Linked DNA regions of Mus musculus: region 1 is linked to region 2. The links are chromatin contacts, called in public promoter capture Hi-C maps. All regions are on one chromosome and are shown on one strand. The core of a region is the stretch at or near the end of the contact, and the rest is flanking DNA. Distances in the headings are between cores, read along the strand shown.

What was found. Promoter capture Hi-C pulls out the DNA fragments that hold promoters and counts their contacts.
Region 1: a contact with region 2 is called in a promoter capture Hi-C map of liver. The contact joins two enhancer-like sites. A contact is called at or near these places in 7 of 39 promoter capture datasets (cranial neural crest, embryonic stem cells, frontonasal cranial neural crest and 2 more) and 3 of 115 datasets of contacts at active chromatin or transcription factors (bone marrow-derived dendritic cells and embryonic stem cells).

Annotation. Positions count from the first base shown.
Region 1 is chr3:28,744,406-28,749,649 of GRCm38.p6, reverse strand. The region is part of intron 1 of 1700112D23Rik (RIKEN cDNA 1700112D23 gene); the gene reads left to right. Among named protein-coding and RNA genes, the nearest start is that of 1700112D23Rik, 34 kb to the left of the region's middle. Within about 2 kb of position 3,634, at least 23 of the 459 cell types and tissues checked have an H3K27ac peak or open chromatin away from gene starts, as enhancers often do. A contact at or near this core is called in liver, where this site is marked.
Region 2 is chr3:28,213,272-28,219,110 of GRCm38.p6, reverse strand. No RefSeq gene overlaps it. Among named protein-coding and RNA genes, the nearest start is that of Gm42196, 40 kb to the right of the region's middle. Within about 2 kb of position 4,125, at least 12 of the 459 cell types and tissues checked have an H3K27ac peak or open chromatin away from gene starts, as enhancers often do. A contact at or near this core is called in liver, where this site is marked.

The DNA.
Region 1 (5,244 bases), core at 2,385-4,884, 530 kb before region 2:
AATCTTGAAAAGGAACAAATTGGAAAGTTTTCTGCTTAGCTTTAAGATTTTTTATAAGGTAATAGAGAGTATGATTGTGATATAGATTGACAGGTGACTGAAATGCCAAGGGCCAGCCTTGGCTTGGAGAGAGGAGTTCCTGAGAGAAGGAGTGTCTGGGAGCAGTGAGACAGATGACTCAAAGTCAAATTGTGGGTTACAAGTTGAGGGCCTATGTTCTGCTCGAGATGAATCTCTTTCTCTCTAGCGTTCTCTTACTATTCTAAAAACTCTAGATAGCTCATTTCTTGCAGATCAGAAGCCCAGGCTTTTATTTACATATCCATTCAGTCATCACCCCAGATTCCCTTTTGATTATCCCATTAATCAGCATCCCAAGGCCCCAGCTTCTTGAATCCTAGAAAGCAACAGCAAGCACAAGCACAGACAATTACTATACCTGGGTGGGACCCTACCCTGAACTTACCATTCCTACCACACCTGGGCCAGGACCAAAATTCCCTCCATCCCAGGGTGACCTTGAACTCAGGAATCTGCTTGCCTTTGTAAGCATAAACAGCAGCAGCAGCAGCAACAACAACAACAAAAAACACCTTAGTTGGGTGGGATCTTGCCCTGTGATCACTACTCCCTAAATCTCTTTATCTCCTTCCTTAGTATCTTTCTGACCAGCTGGCTCATAGTGCAGCTGCCTCTGTTCCTTTAGATCTCTGAAGCTCCTTCTACAATTCATATTGCATCCTTATATTTTGCATAGTTGAGAAATTATGTAGTTTAGAACTCATGTTTTCAACATTCTTTCCCACAGCCTTGAGAGCTGTCCTGAAGATGTCAGTTTGCTGAGACATTAGATGCACCCTCACTTCCCAGACTCTTGCTGTCTCTGATAATCATGGAGTCATAATCTAAATAATGTACAAACTATGTACATTATTATACAAACGAGCCTTATACCCACAGCAACCATCGACACTTGTGGAGGCCCACACACGGTTGGCTCTGTTCCATGTCCCTTACGCATAGCAAAGCAGGACTTGGCACTGAAGCAATACAAAGAGAACATGCCCCATCCACGTATTTTGAAGAAAGCTACTAGAACAACTTTTGTTTTTTTTTTAATGTATATGAGTACACTATAGCTGTCTTCAGACACAGCAAAAGAAGGCATTAGATCCCTTTACAGGTGGTTGTGAGCCACCATGTGGTTGCTGGGAATTGAACTCATGACCTCTGGAAGAACAGACAGTGCTCTTAACCTCTGCGCCATCTCTCCAGGCCTGCCAAAACAGTTCCTTTTTTAAACTACATATCAAATGTACTTTTTATTTTATGTGTCTGAGTGTTTTGTTTGAATGCGCATCACATTTGTACAGTGTCTGCAGAGGCCAGCAGGGAGCATGAAGGTCTTTAGAACTGAACCTGGGTCCCCGCAAGAGCAGTGAGTGCTTTAACTCCTGAGTCCTGTCTGCAGCCTCAGAGTGTAAGTGGGCTTGTGCCTGTGAGTACAGGGACTTTGAGAGAGGCATGGATTTCCCTGGAGCTGCAGTTACAGGCTTGTAAACTGCCTGACACCTCTGCAGGAAACAACTGCTGAGCCGTTTTCCCAACTCTCTTAGGGCAATGCTTTCAACTAATAATTTTGTAATTACTGAATATCCACAAAAAAACCTTAGTGCCTGTTTCACATCAAATACAGAAATGGAGACCAACCACACATAAACCTTATACATAAACCTATAAAAAAATTTAAATATAATGTAAAAAATTTAAATATATTTAAATTGTCTTTGTGGGTAGGAAAAAGCTTTTTGAGCAGGATATGGAAAATTAGTTGCTATTAAAACAGATTAATTCGCTTATATCATAACAAAATGTTTGTCACTGAAAGTGTAGGAGAAAGTTGTCAGTTTTAGATAAAAGAAAACAATCACACACATCTATTTGATAATTACTCCCATCTCCCAAGGTTTGCTAAAGTAAACCCCTGTCCCAGAGGCCACTGTGATCGCCACTGTTTTCAAGTACAATGTGTCATAACATTTTTCTTTACCTCATTTTATGTGCACTTGAGAAGAATGTATTCATTTGCTGTGTTTTATAGTACATGTACATGTGCAGTACATTAAATAATCTTGGGATTATAATATTGATGGGATTAGACACAATATACCTAGTTCTAATGTTTTTCTTTTGTCAGGAGAATAGATTTTGCCAAGGATGCTTAGAGTATCGTCAATACCACAGTTGTCTGCTCTGTTTTATCATCCTGGTTTATAGGTAGGCTAATCTGTTTTGGGTTGACCATGTGTCTTAAAGGAATGCCATTAATAGAAAACTGCTGTTTCCCAATCCCCACTGTTACAACTGACTCAAGCCAAGATTCATCAACACATGGTAAACCCTGTATAAAAAATGTTAGGTGTCATATTCTCTATGTGACACACCTCTTAGGACACTAGTTTACAAGTTTTGAAGTCACACCTTAGCCAGGTGACCAAGTAGCAGCACCCAAAGTAGAGCAGTCGAGTGCTGCGTTTTGTGAGATGCTGCAGTAAGAAATTCAAAAACTCAGTTGTGGAAGATTCTTGACAAAACATCCCATACTGATTTAATCAAGGGGATGACTGGACAGATCCAAAGATTGGGCCATTTTACAAGATGGCTGACCCCCAGGAACTTTAGTGTCACGGGAGGCTTGAAAAGTAGTGAGAACAGTCTAGATTGAGAGAGACCTCTAGAACACAGGAGCAAGTACAAAGGAGGAAGCTTTACTGGAGCCTGGCTTACAGCTCTCGGGCAGAAAGATAGATGTCCCGTTTGTGGCCGGGTATTCTACGGATACGGATACTGTGTTTCGACTCCTTGTGAGGTTTTGTGTTAGCCACCACCCACTGCAGGAGAAGCTTCTCTGCTAAGAACCCAAAGCCCCACTTACCCTGGGCGGAGAGATACATACTTAGAGGGTGGTTTGGTACTGTGTCCATTAGCCGAACAGTAGTGGTACTTTCATCCCTGGAGCCTATGAGCTCCCCAGCCGTTTTAAATCTTAGTGAGATCCAAAATTACCAGGCTTGTGTTTACTCCTTCAGAGTCTGCCTTTAATTAGAATGTGCTTGGTTACCCTGTAATTAATATTCATGAAATTTTAGCATCTGTAATCTACTTGCAAATGGCATACATATGCCAACATATCACAAGGAAGATGGAAACATAGCTCATAGCCATGGTTGAAGGTATGAACGTTTTTATTGTATCCTTCCTTCCCATATTTATGATCCTTCAGGACTATGGGACAGTTCTGCAATGTTGACACCAGGGGGTGCTAGTGCTTTTCAAACAGAGCTGAGCAGGCAAGCAGCTGACTGCAGATCCCTTAGGAACCACCTGGGGGACACAGATTTCAAGCCTTTCATTTTGCGGCTCTCCCCTCTTGTTTGCATTAATATCTTCTATGAAACACGAAGAACTGCGGGGATGCAGGGTTCTTTTATTATATATTTTTATTTATTTATCAAAATGTCTGTGGGTCTCTTCTGACCCTTCCTTTTCTTAGGCTTCTATTAGCATCTCACATCTCACAAGGCCTAATAAAGTAACACCCTCTCCCAGATGCCACTGTGACTCATACTGGTGTATAGTGACTTTCCTTCTCCGTTCACTCCCTATTTCCCTAGGAGTAGTTTCTACTCTTCAGCAGTGTTAGGGTTATAATTACCATTCCATGAATTTCCCACCATTCCTTTCCATTAACCCTGCTTCTCCTGAGACCCCAGGCGGTCAGTGTAGAGGGCAGAGGGCAGCTGTTGAGAGCTGCGTCTCTTCTTCCATCATGTGGGTTTTGGGAATTGATTCAGGCAGCCAAGCCTAGCGACAAGCACCTTTATCCACTGAACCTGACAGAAGAGATGCACACCTAGGGCTGTCCTCTGAAGAGATCCATACCTAAGGCTGACCCTTATGTGCACACGTGAGCATGTGAGTGTGTGTGCGTGCGTGTGTACACACACACACACACACACACACACACACACACGCGCACACACGCAGATTAACAAAGGAAGAAAAGCCCTTGTCCTCTGCAGCCACTGACAATGAAAGCGCTGCTGTCCAGCATGCAGACTTTTTCCCGCACATAACAGCTCGCTATTTACAGTTCTTCTTTTGAAATGTCTGTTGTCTGTTATGGCTTTTGGTGTCTTTCTGAGTTATCTCTGCCTTTGCAGAGGTGGGATTAGGGCAGTACTTGGAGGTTCTGACTCGTGGAACTGTTTTCAGATAGTGGAAGGCAAACGCAACTTTTTAAACTATACTAACATGTTGAACTTTCTCATTGAATTATAGAGTATGGACTGTTCACATTAAACAAATGCATTTCATTTTTGGAAAAATTATCATTTTGTTAATAATTCATCTATACTTTGTTACAATGGGACCATACTCTGCCGTGCTCAGAATGATTGGTGTTAATGACCAGCGGCTCCCTCCTTTTTTGGAAAGGGACTCTGCAAAATTGAACGAGTGTTTATTAATATGTCTGTGTATCTGGGGCTTTCTTAGCAGCTCTTCATCTACAGATGAGAAACCTCAGGCTGGGAGAGCAGATCTCTAGTCCACCAAGGACACTGGACAAGCATTTGCCAGTCTGATTAGGGAGAGGGAGAAGGAAAGGAATGATCCATGGGCACATTTGTGCTACAGCTGTCCTAATGGAACAGTAGATGTGCTCATCTGAAGGTGCTGGCATGATAGACAGATTACAATTATTTAAAAAGGTATCTGACACAGGGGCCTGAGAGTGGCCTCAGTTCTAAGGGCACTTGCATCAAGCCGATGACCTGAGTTCTATCCCCTGGTCCTAGATTTGATCCCCTCTCCCTACATGTGACACGGCTTGCTACTCCTCAAATAAATGCAATAAAACTATTTTAAAGGCTGCCTGGGACATGGTAAACAGTGTATACACTGATTGTCTTAATAGTGAGCTCAGTAGCAGCTGAATGTTTGCATTGTTAAAAGTCGCCCTGGGACTGAAGGGCTGACTTGGAGTGCTCATGCAGAGGACTCAAGTTCAGTTCCCAGTACCCCTTAGGTAGTGCACAGCCTTCAGCCCCAGAGGGATCCACCACTGCTGGTCTCTGGGGTGCCATATATTCTGCACCCATACACATACATAATGTAAGAAAAGCCAAATCTTTTTAAAAGTCTCTCTATTATAGGCTGAAACCGAGCCCCTATAGACTTTCA
Region 2 (5,839 bases), core at 2,876-5,375:
TTAAAAAAAAAAACTTCACATAGGAAATGCCCTTTTTTTTTTGGAATGGCCAAACAAATGAATGAATTGAGGAGTAAACATTCCATAGTTGTATAAATCTGACACATTCTGGACTCACAATCTGGACTCAACCTTTGATATTTCGAGACAGTGTTTCTCTCTGTATTCTTGGCTATTCTGGAACTTGCTCTGTTGACCAGGCTAGCTCCACACTCAGATCTGTTTGCCCCGCCCTGCTCCAGACTGCTGGGATTAAAGGCATGCACTACCACCACCTCTCTCTCTCTCTCTCTCTCTCTCTCTCTTCCTCTCTCTGTCTCTGTCTGTCTGTCTGTCTCTCTCTGTCTCTCTCTCTCTGTCTCTCCCCATCCCCTTCCCCTCCCTCCCTGTCCCCCTCCCTCTCCCTCTCAGGTTGGCCTGTGGGCACATCTGTAGGATATTGTCTTATGTTAACCATGTAGGAAATCAACCAGTTGTGTGTGGGCCCATTCCCTGGGTTTGGATCATGCACTATAGATATAGAAACACACTCAGCATCAGAATGCACACACACTTTCTCTGCCCTCGACTGTGGATGTGGCCAGCTTCTGCAAGTTCCTGCTCCCTGGCTTCTCTGCAACAGTGGACTCTAGCTGAGACTGTTAAGCTCAAAAAAGCCCTTCCTCCTCTATTTTTGTTTTTGTTTCATTTTGATAAGCTGTTTTGTCACAGCAACTGGAAAAGAAACTAGGACAATATAAAAGCTATGTTTAGAGTCAACTGACCTGCCCTGAAAGGATAATTATTTGCCATGTCCAGCATAACTTGTTTGGGTACTGGACCTGCCAGGAGTGGCAAGTGAATGAAGAAATGTCTAATTCATAGGCACACGGGAAATCTGGGAGACACTGCGGGGACAGGGCTCTCAGGTAGAGCAACTTCAGCACTCTCAAAGCTGAGTGTGTTTATTATATCCAACCATATACCACCATAGCCTCACTGAAGGAAATCTAGCCCTGCAGTGCATTGTGTCACCTCAAGGGCTTTCTAGAAATAATAGCTGGTCTTCATAACCTTTACATATATCGATAAGGTGTTTTTGATATGGCTGAATCAAGGAGATGCGTTTATGGTATATGGCTGAACCAGAGACAGGTTCAGCTCGGTATGAACAATCTCTGCGTGGAACAGGCTTCAGGTCCCAAACATCTGAGAGAGGCAGAGCTACACTAGATATTTCCTGGACAGACAATCAATGTTGACATGTAGACTGGGAGAAAAGTCTTTGCAATTTCCCTGATCCTAGCCCAGAGAAGGCTTTGCTATTTCCCATGGGTCTAAGGCATCAGGGTCCTTGACATGCATGGATGTGCCTATGTCAACAACACCCGTTCACTCAGGACTTGATGGTCCCCTACAAGTATTCATTCCCATGGTTCCATATATCTTATTGTTGTACAAATAAACTGTCTTTACTTTTTAAGAGAAAGATTCACTGAGGAGACAGAGGAATCAAAAGAAAGCACCCAGGAGAGGAAGGAAGGGAGTAAATGCCTGTTAGGATGTACATTGAATCTCAAAGCTGATCACCCTCAGATGTCCCCTGTGACTTAGATTTCCCTTGCATAGTGTCAAGCAATGGTCCCTAGGAACCTGTGTCTGAGCCACTTTTCTATTGCTAAGACAGAATGCCATGACTAAGGCAACTGAAAGCATGTCATTGGTTTACAGTTTCAGGAGGTTGGAACCCAGGAGGATGGAAAGCTCACATCCTGATCCACAAGTAGGAGGCAGAGGAAGAACAGTGGGAGCAGTGAGAGTCTTTTGAAACTTCAAACCCTGCCTCCAGAAACAAACCTCCCCAACAGGGCCACAGCTTCTATTCTTTCCACCAGCTGAGGATCAAGTACTCAGAGGCATAAACCCACGGGGTGCCATTATCAGTCAAATCACCATAGCCTCACTGAAGGGAACCTAGCCCTGCCGCGTATTGTGTCACCGCAAGGGCTTTCTAGAAAGGATAGCTGGTCTTCACAACCGTTTACATACATTTTGCAGCCTACAAAACCTATACCATGTAGGTTTTATATACTATAGGTAATATGTAGTATATAATAGCACTGCCAAATTCTACCACCGTCTCAAGGTAGAGTGTGGTCTTTCTCTACTGCAGCTGTAGTGGCTTCTGTGTGCCTTAGCAGCTGAACTGAGAAAACACTTTCTGAACATTTTAGTGGTTTTAGCTCTTCCAAATAAATTTGCATTTTTATAAATTATAAATGAGAGGCCTTAGTAATTAGTAAATACGGTGTCATCTTCAGGTAAGCTTTCTTATTGTGTCCGTAAAGACTATGAGACTTCTGTTTAATAGGGCTAATCCCTTACCCAATTAGGGTTATGGCTATACCAGCCTTGCATACAGTTTTAGAATCTCATGCTCTCTGTTTTTCTAATTTGGCCATCTTCTCATGTCTTTCTGAGCCACCTGCTACTGCCTCTCCCTGTGGCTCTGGGTGAGAGCAGTTACCAGGGACTAGCCACCAACTGTATGTGCTCTGGTTTAGATTTCCTCCTCCAAACATTACTCTTGAATTCGCCCTCACTCAAGCTCAGGACTTGGAAATAATAAAACAAGAATACTTGCCTGACTATAGCACATGTAGCCCCTTGCCCAGTTCCTGGTATCATCATTGTTCCTCCCAGTTTCCTCTAGAGCTGGACCTTTGTAGTTCTCTCAGCCTTATGGTCTTTCACAAGTGACCCATCAAACTCTAGGGCTCCTCTCACCCACACATTTCTACTAGAAACCCACTCAAAAGACCCAGGAGCCACAAGAAAGATTAATATCAGCAATGACCCTGTCTTAGTGCCAGACTTCCGTATCAGTTGCCATCACTGCTGCTGTGTCAAAATGCCCGACAGACACAAGCTAAGAAAGGAAGGGGCTGTTTTGACTCACATTTTGAAAGGATAGTCCATCATGGTGGCAAAGACAAGGGGCAGGGATGTGAGGCAGCTGGTCCTAAGGTGTTCAGAGTCAGAGTCAGGAAGCAGAAATAAGGACTGGTGCTCCTTCACTCTCTCTCATCTGGTCTGGGACTCCAACCTATGGGACGGTGCACTGTTCCACGTTCATCTTCCTTCACCTCCCAGTTGTCTCTGGAAACATCTTCACAGACAGGAGGTATGTCTCCTGGGTGGTTCTCAGTCCCATGAAGGTGACTGTCAAAAATTTACCACCACATGATGTAGGCAAGACAGTTGACAGCACATAAACATCCAAAGACTCTCACACAAATGTTCATAGAAATGTTATTTGAAGCAGTCAAAAACTGAAGCAGCTCAAATGTCTGGGTGTTGATGGATGGATAAACACAAATGGACAGATCCATAAGATAGAATGTAACTTGTCAGTAATAATGAGCCAAGTCCTGACTTAGGCTGTAATGTGAATGAATCTTAGAAATGCCATACTAAATGAAAAAAGATAGAGAATACCACTTATCGCACAATTCTATGTTTATGCAACATAAAGAATAGGCAAATCCTTAGAGACAAGCAGTAAATCTGTTATTGCTTGAGGACTGGGTCTCAAGGCATGGGAAATGACTGCTAAAGGGTTTCACTGTATTGTGATAAAATGTCATAAAGTTGATTATAACTTTATCAATGTATAAAAAGCCACTGAATGTAGTATTCAAAAAAATCTTGAAAGTCTAAAATAGCTACATTTGCTTGACAGGTAATATTACTTTACAAATGCTTCCATAGAAAGGAATAAAAGGAATCCTTGAAGAGAGGTCTGGGGAATGGTATCACATACGAGTTACATCAAGAGTCATCTGGTCTATATTCTGACTTTACCCACCTACAGGCAAATAAGGTTGCTTTCACAATGCTGCTTAGAGTCCAAAGGTTCATCAGCCGCTGTAAGGAGTGCCAGGAACAAAGGAGAGAATAATCAGGCCTTCGTTTGCCCGTTTTTATCACTTGGTCCTGAGAGCCACACTACCTGCTCTCCAGAGCACCACAGAGCCTTTGCAAGACTGAATTCAACCTCAGTCTCAGGCCAGTTGAACGGCCCTGTGTGGACCTGATTAGAACTGTTCTCTATCCACACCCTGCAGGTCTCTGCCTGCAGGGCCGCGCTGTGCTGCTGGACTCTGACTGTGGTTCATCTGACAGTAAGTCAAGCTTGAACTGCAATTCACTATAGCTCCCCCTGTGGCATTTCTGACACATCTGTCCACAATCCAGAGTTTCAAAGTCAAGATTAAAAAAAAAAATACACTAAGGAGGAAATTGTAAAAATGTTGTATGTTTGAACTCTGGTGCACTTTTTAGTCCTAAACAGAATAATGTCTTGACATCTGTGAAAGAATGTTTTCCTCATAGGAGCAGCTTGTTCTAACTCATAAGAAACACAGCGCCCTCAGCAAGTGTGGGGATGGAAGGGGCTCCATGGTGCATCTGGAATAACACCTCAGGATAGCAGAGCTCACTTCTGTGCCCTCTTGGTTTACCTCTATCAATTCTCAGCTTACTGAATCTCTCCTTTTATGGATCTCTGATTTCTTCCTAACCGAAGCCCATGATTAGATAATATTCCATGACTAACAAGAACATGCTCATGTTGTTGTTGCTGTTGTTGTTGTTACTCTTGGAGGAAGACATATTACCTCCACTTCACCACTGAGAACACGGAGTCTCAAAGAGATAAAATGAGTTGACCAGAGTTTCAGGATAAGAACTCAAATCTGAATTTATAATTCAAAACCCAGTGTTGCTTACTCTAAAGTTCAGCTTTCTAGGGATATAGGAGGATAGAATTGCACCCCTAACTTGCTTTTGTATGACACTAGAATAAGTATTGGTTTAGTAGGTTAGTTCATTGTAATTTTGCTTCATAGATCATGCAAAGCATCCAGGAACTACATAGAAAATAGGGTTTGAATGTCATCCTCACTACCTTCTAGGTAGTGGTTCTCAGTTGTGGCTCACGACCCTCACAGAGGTTGCATGTCAGATATTTATTTATATTATGACTCATAACAGTAGCAAAGTTACAGTTATGAAGTAGTAACAAAATAATTTTATGGCTAGGGGTCACCACAACATGAGGAACCATATTAAAGGGTCACAGCATTGGGAAGGCTGAGAACCACTACTCCGGGTTGTTATAAAATATAATGCAGTAGTGGGAGGAGGGGGTACGACAGGTGCCCACGCCGTGGTGCCCCCTAGAGAAATCATGCCGTGGGACAGACCTGGGATAATGGAGGTTTATCTGGAGGAAGAGGAGGCGAAGAAGGGGTGAGGCAGACAGACAGGAATGGAGCTGTAAGGGAAGAGAAAAGGGGCAGAGGACAGAAAAAAAGACAGAAAGGGGAAGAGAGGGGGAGGGGGGTGGGAACATGTGGGAAGAGAAAAGAAGAGAGAACTGAGGTGGCAAAGAGTCCTTTTATACACTACTCAGTGAGCCACCTTGCACCTGGAGGCAGGTAATGGCTGCAAGTGATGGCATAAGATGTTGCTATGTTCCTCAGAAGAATCTAGTAGAATTGCCTGTAAGCTTTGGACACATGACCTTGTAAAGCATTTATTTTCTGCTCTGGAACATAATTTGCTGTAAGATGTGGGTTTTTTTCTTTTCTTTTCTTTTCTTTTCTTTTCTTTTTTACTATTTTTTATTGGATATTTTCTTCATTTACATTTCAAATGTTTTCCCCTTTCCAGGTCTCCCCTGCTGAAACCCCCTATCCCATCATCCCTCCCCCTGCCTCTATGAGGGTGCTCCCCCCACCCACCCACCCACTCCCATCTTCCTACCCTGGCATTCCCCTACACTGCAGCATCAAAC